Regions from separate parts of the Callithrix jacchus genome. Here region 1 is linked to region 2. The links are chromatin contacts, called in public Hi-C maps. All regions are on one chromosome and are shown on one strand. Each heading gives the region's core, a stretch centred on a gene start, on an enhancer-like site or on the middle of the called end of the contact. The rest is flanking DNA. Distances are from core to core; before and after follow the strand shown. Region 1 has its middle 19 kb from the start of TARBP1. Region 2 has its middle 210 kb from the start of TOMM20.

What was found. A called contact is a pair of places that touch in the nucleus more often than the background predicts.
Region 1: a contact with region 2 is called in a Hi-C map of skeletal muscle, with 8 times the contacts expected there. The contact joins two enhancer-like sites. A contact is called at or near these places in 2 of 3 Hi-C or Micro-C datasets (both in skeletal muscle).

What each region holds. Positions count from the first base shown.
Region 1 is chr19:50,735,623-50,740,120 of calJac240_pri, reverse strand. No RefSeq gene overlaps it. Among named protein-coding and RNA genes, the nearest start is that of TARBP1, 19 kb to the left of the region's middle. Within about 2 kb of position 2,685, at least 10 of the 16 cell types and tissues checked have an H3K27ac peak or open chromatin away from gene starts, as enhancers often do. A contact at or near this core is called in skeletal muscle, where this site is marked.
Region 2 is chr19:50,311,489-50,316,125 of calJac240_pri, reverse strand. No RefSeq gene overlaps it. Among named protein-coding and RNA genes, the nearest start is that of TOMM20, 210 kb to the right of the region's middle. Within about 2 kb of position 3,290, at least 6 of the 16 cell types and tissues checked have an H3K27ac peak or open chromatin away from gene starts, as enhancers often do. A contact at or near this core is called in skeletal muscle, where this site is marked.

The DNA of each region.
Region 1 (4,498 bases), core at 1,436-3,935, 420 kb before region 2:
TTTTCATTCATGCTGAACCATTTGAAAGCAAATTGTAAGCATCGTGATAACCGATTCACCCTAAGTGTTTCGGTGTGTACTCTTAAGAGCGAAAACACTGTCTTTTATAATCCCAATGCCGTTATCACACTCGATAAGCCTAGCATTGGTATTTTGAAGGATACTTTTCAAAAAAAGGCAAAATTATGACTCCTCAGATACTAAAAAAAGTTAAGATTTATTCAATTCATTATTAATGAGGAAACTATAAGATGCTACAACCAGTTCAAAAGAGAACCCAAAGAAGAGACAGATTTATTGATAAGGATACTGAAAGGAATAAGCAAACTGAGGCAAAGCTGGCTGCTTCTTGTCTATGGGCAAGGATTATTTTGCATTGTTATCCATTACCTACAACTTATTGAGTTGTAAAATAGCTCAAAGGCTGTGAAAGGTGCGGAGCCCCTATAGGATCAAAATTAGATAACCCCGAAGGGTGGGTGGGTTCTAGACCTTTCCCTCTAAAGGGCCAGATAGTAAATGTTTTCCATTTTGCAAGCCATATGATTTTTGTACAGATACTCAATTGCTATTAATATGCAAGTAATCACGGACTATATGTGAAGGATGAATGTGGCTGTGTGCCAGTGAACTTTATTTATAAACACAGGTGGCTGGCTGGATCTGGCTGACTGGCTGGAGTTTGCCAACCCTGCTCTAATCAATGCGTAATTTTCCATTGAAGCATACATTTTACCCTACAGATACAACAATAAGATGTTGCTATGAGCTGAACTCTGGCTCCCCAAAATTCCTTTGTTAAAGTCCTAACCCCTAGCACCTCCGAATGTAACCGTAATTTGACATAGGGACATTAAAAAGGTGATTAAGGTAAAATGAGGTCATGTCCGTGGGTCCTAACCCAATATGTCTGGTGTCCTTATAAAGAGATAGGACTGAGTGCAGTGGCTCATTCCTATAATCCCAGCACTTTGGGAGGCTGAGGCAGAAGGATCACTTGAGCTCACGTGTTTGAGACCAGCCTGGGCAACATAGTGGTACCCACCCTCCACCTCCATCTCTACCAAAGAAGAAGAAAAGAAGGAGGAGGAGGAGGAGGAGGAGGAGGAGGAGGAGGAGGAGGAGGAGGAGGAGGGGAGGAGGAGGAGGAGGAGGAGGGGAGGAGGAGGAGGAGGAGGAGGGGAGGAGGAGGAGGAGGAGGAGGAGAAGGAAGAAATAATGAAGAAAAAGAGAAGGCAACTAGGACACAGATAGACACGGGGGAGATCATGTGGCGGCACAGAGAGAAGATGACCATTTCTAAGCCAAGGGGAAGAACCTCAGAACCTCAGAAGGAACCAGCCCTGCCAACCCGCTGGTCTTGGAGCTTCAGCCTCCGCAACTGTGAGGCAATATGATAGCCCCAGCAAACAAATACAGGTGTCTTTCAGTTTTAAAAAGATAGCTACATAATCATGGGTCAAGTGAACAGGGCACTCTTTTTCCTTAAAATTGTATTATTAAATGCAGTATTTGCAGGATGCTCTCCAAAGGTGGAGACAGGAGGAAGGTTTTGATGCCAAAACCTTCTAAAGTTTAGAAACTATAGCGAACTCTAGTTCCTTCTTAGAGATCCACTACATTCTCAGCATGTTTAATGCTCCTGAGATAGCCTGCGATCATGTCCCTTTGACCTTGGCATAACCCCGACTTTCCCAAACTTTGAATGCCATGCAGTGGTGTGATCTCAGTTCACCAGGAGCCTCCGCCTCCTGGGTTCAAGCGATTCTCCTGCCTCAGCCTCCCCAGTAGCTGGGACTACAGGTGCGTGCCACCACACCCGGCTGATTTTAATCTTTTATTTTGATTTTTTGTATTTTTAATAGATACGGGGTTTCACTGTGTTAGCCAGGATGGTCTCGATCTCCTGACCTCGTAATCCGCCCGCCTCGACCTCCCAAAGTGCTGGGATTACAGGCGTGAGCCACTGCACCCGGCCCGAATGCCTTTTCAAAAAGAGATACAATTCTACTTAACAAAACCACCATTCTTGGAACACACTTTGGAAACACTAGCAGGAACAAAATAGGAGGCAAATATTCTAAGGATGTAAAGATGCCTGTGGAATCACCCTTGAGAACCATGGGATTCAGAAGCCTGGAAGGGAATATACACGCGCTGCAGGTAGGGGCAAGGGGAAGACGCCTGCTGCAGGTAGGGGCAAGGGGTCACGACGTGGAAAGCAGGCACAGAGGGGCCAGACTGTGCAGAGCCCAGTGCTCATGTTGCTGTGTCATGGAAAGGCTGGCACTGAAGGAAGGATCAGTGCCTCCTCCTCAAAGGGGAACCTGAGGCTTTGAGTATCCATTTGTAGAATAAGGAATGGAATTCGGAGCATCTGGCCCTTGTTGTCTTCCTTTGGGGGCCCTGGTGATCCCTGCCAACAGAACTTAGACGCCCACAATGGTTTCCTCCTGTGCAGCCTCTGTCAATGGGGTGAAGCCCGGATGGTGCGCCCAATGTCAGCCCGAAGCCACCAGATGGCGCGCGGAACCCGCAAAGCACCTGCGCCCGCCTCGCGTTTGTCCCCGCACTGGCCCCAGGCCTTGGGAAATGTGGCCCTGCGTCTCCCCAGCCTTTTTACACTTCAGGAAGCTCCTCTTTAGAGAAGCATGTGAAACACCCCCTTGCACAGCTGTGCTCCTCCTGCCCTTTCCCTGCTGGGGACACATCGGCAGCCCTTCCTGGTCTGAAGAGTTTCCAAGCCCGGGAATCTCTCGCACATTTGTTCTGCTGGAACTCGAAGCAGGAAGCACTGAGCTTCCATTTTGTAACCCGCAATCCCAGCGAAGTACAATCGTTAGGTAAAAAACATCTCAAGGATTGTTTATGAGGGCAACCGCATTTCTGGCGTGAAAACAAGCCCTGCAAACATCCTGTTCCTCTGCGTTTTGACTGCAAACACAGGGGGTTGCAAGATTTTTTGGTAATCCCAAACTCAGTCCTGAAGAGTTAATGGTGTTACTCATGGCATTGGGGCATGAAAGAAAAACTTGCGTGTTCGGGTGGTTACGGCTTGCCCAGAGCAATGGAATGAGCCATAAGGCTGAAGGCCAAGGGACTCGGACCACCCATGCAGTGAAATAATCCCCCAGAAATGCAGTGCCCCGAGTGGAAATGAAAGTAAAGAGAACAGTCATTCCAGGCATTGGCTAAACGGGACTAAACCTGACTGATCGTCGAGCCTAAAGTTCACGGGACTCCCGAAACTGCAAATCTCAGATTTGGGATGAACTGCTTGGATACCAGGAAATGACAGACATCAGACAGTTGGAACACTGTTCTTAGCCAACTCTGGGTCTTAAACTCTGTTCTCATTTTCAGTTCCAAAAGCAATGAATAATTAATAAGTTAGTTTTTGAATGGAAAGCACATTTCAATGGATGGGTGATACTTTACAAAGGACTTCTGACAGTTACTGTTTATTTCCTTGTTTCTTTCTCTTTTTGAAATAAAACCTGGAAGTTGAGACAGAAGCAATATTCAGATATACAATAGCCTACATATTGGAGCCGTCAGGAACTTGCACGTTAATAAAGAACAGAATCTAATACATACCTTGGCACCTACATATGCCTCTTACTCTGTTCCATGTTATTTCTTTTTTATTTTATTTTATTTTGAGACAGAGTCTTGCTCTGTCACCCAGACTGGAGTGCAAAAGCAAGGTCTCAGCTCACTGCAACCTCTGCCTCCTGGGTTCCAGCGATTCTCCTGCCTTAGCCTCCCGAGTAGCTGGGCTTACAGGCTCCCACCAACATGCCTGGCTAATTTTTGTATTTTTAGTAGAGACGGGGTTTCACCATGTTGGCCAGGATGGTCTTGAACTCCTGACCTCGTGATCTGCCAGCCTTGGACTCCCAAAGTGCTGGGATTACAGATGTGAGCCACTGCGCCCATCCTGTTCCATGTTTTTATGTAAGTAATGTCTCATTTAATCCTCACAGCCCTGGCTTGGTAGTTGGCACTGACCCAGGTTTTCAGATGAGGACCCTAAGCCCCTATGAGGGTAAACAGCTCACCCCAAATCACACAACTAGTAAACTTGAGAACTAGGAGTTGGAACCAGGTAGGTCTGACTTCAAAGCCTCAGTTCCTTTTCCTTTGCCCATGCATTTCACAGACTCATGGGACCTCATGGGGTTAGAAGGGATCTGGGAGGGCATTTAGATGAATGCTCTAAATAATGCATGAATCCCTTTTCCAGCATTCTCTGTAAGTTGAAAGCTAAACAAGTGTGAATGTGCCTGAAATCAAAAGTGGAAGCCTGAAAAGAAGTCAGAGCAAGACTTCAGAATTCAGACAGAGGTCCTAAAATACATGTAATCGATGTTTCTATTTGCTCTAAGAGTGGGACACATGTATATATTTAAGTCTGTGAAAGGACCAACGATGCACCTAAGGAATGAGTCCACACCGTTGTTCTCTTAGCCCAGCTCAAGGGGGAATAGTGGAAGAA
Region 2 (4,637 bases), core at 2,041-4,540:
GCCCTGCTGACCTATATACAGGTCAAACACCTGGATCAAAGGCAACAGCCCCCACAGATGTCTTCGCCAGCTCCCCCGGGTGGTCCCAAGTGTGCGCTTGCCTCTGACCCCGCACAGTGCCCTCCCAGACTTCACTTCCCAGCTCCTCCCATGATGGGGCAAGGATGCACCCTCTAGTCAATCTCTTATTCCTTCAGCTTCGTGACCATTCTGCTTTTCTTGGTCAGAGACTAACTGATCCAATATCAACACCGTGCCGTCTCAAGGAAGCCCATAGAGCTGTTCCAGGTGACCAGCATTGGGACATTTGGTGAAATGTGAATCCGGAATTTACGTTAGATAACAAGATTGGATGTGGTTATGTAAGAGAAAGTCCTTATTCCTAGGCGCTGCTGAAGTATTTAAGGGTGAAGAGCCATCATATCTCAAACTTTTCAGCAAAAAATAGGAATGATATCTATATCTAGAGAGAGGAAGCAAAACACTCATTTGTAAACTCACAGGAAAGATACACAGGTGGGCCTTTTACTATTCTTGCAACTTTTCCAAGGTGTGAATTTTTTTGCAAAATAAGAAAGCAAAGAAAGAAATGTAAAGATAAAAAGCTAAGGAGAATGGAGGCGGACAGAGGCAGGCTGGGAGGGGCTGAAAGAAGAGCTCGGAACTCCTGAGTCACCACGGCCGATCACTCCAGGGACAGTCTAGCCTGGACACCCCGAAAGGCCGGGGGAAGGAGCCACATGGTGTCCTCTGGCTCTGGGCCTCAGCCTCCCCCGTGTCAACAGCCACCTTCCTAACTTTGTTTGCCCTGCTATTTATAGAGCGATCACTTTTCTACATAAAGCCCCGAAATAGAAATGTTGAAAGAGCAGCTGGTGCCTCACGGGAACCTAATAAAACGTCTGTTTCCAAACAGGCCTGCTTCTCTCTGTCATAAATATTCTGTAGTTCTTACACTCTGGCTCTGTAATAGCAGGTGCATTTGCACGAAAACCGGATTCAGTTTATTAAGAATTTATCCCTTCCCTGCTGTTTACTGCCTGCCAGAAGATTCCCAGGGTTGCACATGACATGGCCCAGGGTGGGGCCACGCCTGACTTTAGCCACCGGTGAAGGGTACTCCACAAAAAGACAGAGTGGCCGGGCTGGGCATGGTGGCTCATACTTATAATCCCAGCACTTTGGGAGGCCGAGGCAGGTGGATCACCTGAGGTCAGGAGTTCAAGACCAACCTGGTCAACATGGTGAAACCCCATCTCTACTGAAGATACAAAAATGAGCCGGCATAGTGGTGGCGAGTGCATATAATCCCAGCTCCTCGGAGGCTGAGGCAGGAGAATAGCTTGAACCTGGGAGGTGGAGGTTTCAGTGAGCCGAGATCGCGCCACTGCACTCCAGCCTGGGCAACAGAGAGAGACTTTGTCTCCAAAAAGAGACAAAGTGAAGGCTTAAAGGTGGGTGTGGATGTCCTTGAGCTTCTATTCCTCCATTACAGCAAACAAAATATAAAAGTTGTCACATATACACACACGCCAAGCGAATTCGCTGGCCAGGTCCCCAGGGGAGAGTTGGGTGGGGCCCTGGGAGGGCAACCGTCACAGACGGAGAGGCAGACATCTGAGATGTCCCTTAGGGTCCTCTTGTCCACTGAGACTTCCTGTCTTTTCTTGGCGTTCAGATTTGTCACTGGATGATGTGTTAGTCTTCTCAGACTGCTCTGTGGTTTGAATGCACAGACCCTCTGAAACTCATGTTGAAACTGAGTCCCCAGTATGGCAGTATTGAGAGGTGGGGCCTGTAAGAGGTGATTGGGTCATGAGAGCACTGCCCTCATAAATGGATTAATCCATTTGTGGATTAATGGGTTCATGGGTTATCATGGAAGAGGAACTTTTATAAGAAGCAGAAGAGAGACCTGAGCTGCCCGCTCAGCCCCTCACTGTGGGAAGCCGCTCTGCCTTGGGATGCTGCAGAGAAGGTTTTTCCCCAGATATGCCCCTTGACAGTGGACTCCCCAGCCTCCTGAACTGTAAAAAATAAATTCCCTTACTTTACAAATTAACCAGTTTCAGGTATTTCAATAGAAGCAACAGAAAATGGACTAAGGCTGCTAAACAAATCAATTCCAAGCCAGGTGGTTTAAACAACAAGAATGTCTTTCTCACCGTCTAGAAGCTGGAAGCCCAAGATCAAGGTGCCAGCTAATTGGGCCCCTGGTAAGGACTCTTCCTGACCTGCACCTGGTCGCCTTCTCCCCGTGTCCTCACACAGTGGAGAGAGAGAGAGAGAAGGTGTGTCAGAGGGCACCAACTTTACTGGATGAGGGCTCACCCTGATGACCTCAGTTAGCCTTAGCCACCCTCATAAAGCTCCTGTCTCCAAACATGGTCACACGGAGGGCTGGAGCCTCAACATATGAACCGAGGTTGGTGCGGGGGCACAGTCTATACAAATGACAAGACTGCTGTCACTGAGGGTCCCAAGCCCTTCTTCAGGTCAGAACTGAAGACTGCACCCTCCCCTCAGCTGCCCTGGGCCCTGTGACCACCCTCCTGCCAAATGAGGTCCTTGATGCCACCAATTGCAGTGGGTAAAGAGCCTGCCTCCCACCGAGGGGACCGAGGGGCCGAGACTGGAGGTAGGTAAGGTGTAAAACGCCCAGGTTGCCACATGCAGAGCTGGTGAGGACCTGCGTGTGATGAGCGCGAGGCTCCCAGGGGCAGACCGTGGGAGAGCCACCCGGTGACGCCCTGGACGACTGGCACTCAAGAGTTCTGCGGAGCCTGCCCTGAGCGCTGCGGCTCTCCCGTGCGAAAGCCATTGAGCTTTTGTGTTCATTGTTGCATGCCGAACAATCGGGAATGTTTTCCTTGGAAGCGGCGTGCGATCCCATCATGCTGTACTTCCTTTGTACTGAACAAGTGTTATTTAATGAGGCAGTTTTGATTGTTTTGGAGATAGGCGTCTATCTGGGAAGAGGCGGGCTGGTGTGAGTTTGTACTGGCAGCTTCCCCTATTTTTTCTGGGAAATCCTTCTTCCCGTGTGTATAGATGGCAAGTCTCACACAACGGCACAACCTCGCAGCCTGTGAGACCCTTGCCCCGGGTGGCTTGGAAGCGTCTGCTATGGCCTGCAGCTCAGGGTCCTGGAGGAGGCCGCAGAGAGTGGGGGCAGAGGACAAGTCCATGGCGCCTGGGAAAGTCACACTCCGGTAAAGCCATCAGTGTGAGCTCACCCATCCCCTTCACAGGCTGGAGACGGGCCGGATCGAGTTCCAGAGGCCTCTTGCTTTCTTCTGGGTCAGGCAGGCTTGGGGCCCCTTCCTTCCTGTCCCTGGCCCCCCTCCCCCACACTGGGAGTCCTTTCCTCTCTCAGGGAACGTCAGCTTTCAATTAAAGAATGACCATTGTTCCTTCTGGGGAAAAGAGGCCCCGTCCCCTCCGTCCTTTCTCATTTCCTGTTCCTGGTTTCAAGTCTCTCCACCTCAAGGCCACGGCTTTTGCACCCACCTGAGACTCCCTGCGTTTCCTGCTCCTGCCCCCCTTACTCTCACCCTCTGGCCTCTGCCTTTCCCTCGCCAGCCTTCCTGGCCACCAAGGCTCCCCACCCCTGGTGCGCTCCATCCTGCACGGCCCTGGCCTCTGGTTTACCTGGGCGGCTTTGCCTCCTGTCTCCTCACCTCCATGCGCCATTGGTCTAGGGCATATTTACCCACGACCTAGCTTGAAAGACACACAGCAAATTCCCCCACCAGAGCCCTTGACCCTTCCAGGCAGGCATCACTCCGGATGCAGACTGCAGAGAGCTTGCTACCACTGAGGAGGGAGGTGACTCTCCCCATATCTTAATCCCACAAGAGCCCAGACGGTGCCTTGCCTCACAGACGCACGAGACCACCAAGTTGCACGCCAGCTGCCCCTCCCTGGAGAAGCCATTTCTTCGGGCTGCTCGGGCCAGGCGTGGGTCCTGCCCTCCCCCTGAGGCCCGGGAGTGGTGCTGGCTGGCTTGGAAGCCCAGATCCAAAACCTCCTTCCTATCTGTGCAGCCCAGAGCTATTTTCTGTTTACCTCTGGAAGTGCAGTTCCACTGCTAACCCAGACCAGGAGTCATCGCTGGAAGAAACACCTGTTCTCTCTGGTCAGGGACTTCTGTTTTCCTTCTGTCCACGGGTTCCCCAGTCCGAGGCTCCCCTCCCATCGGAGGCCCTCCTCAGCCAGGGTGTTTAGTTTCTGTGCCAGCAATGTGCAGACAACCTCAAGAAAAGGGCCTGTGCTCTCCTTCCATGGTTCTGCCCATGCCTTCCTTCCAGTAGGGACCTTCCTGTTATGGCCCATGGCTGTTAGAAGCGACGGTGCTGCCCAGAGGTTTCTCCCACCACGCTACCCCTTTCCCTGAGAGGGTGCCTCCATCCTGCAACTCCAACCCACTGCTGTGTTTCACGGCCAATATCTGCTGCACAAATTTCTCCCGTGAGCACCAAACCCAAAAGCCCTACTGGGCAACAGATTTTCAAACTCAACATGCCCCAACTCAACTCCTCATCTTCTCCCTATTTCCTTCCCAAATGCATGGTTCTAATCTTTCTTCTCTCCCCAACCCCCTGAACATAATCAGCGTACCTACATTTTGGCTTCAG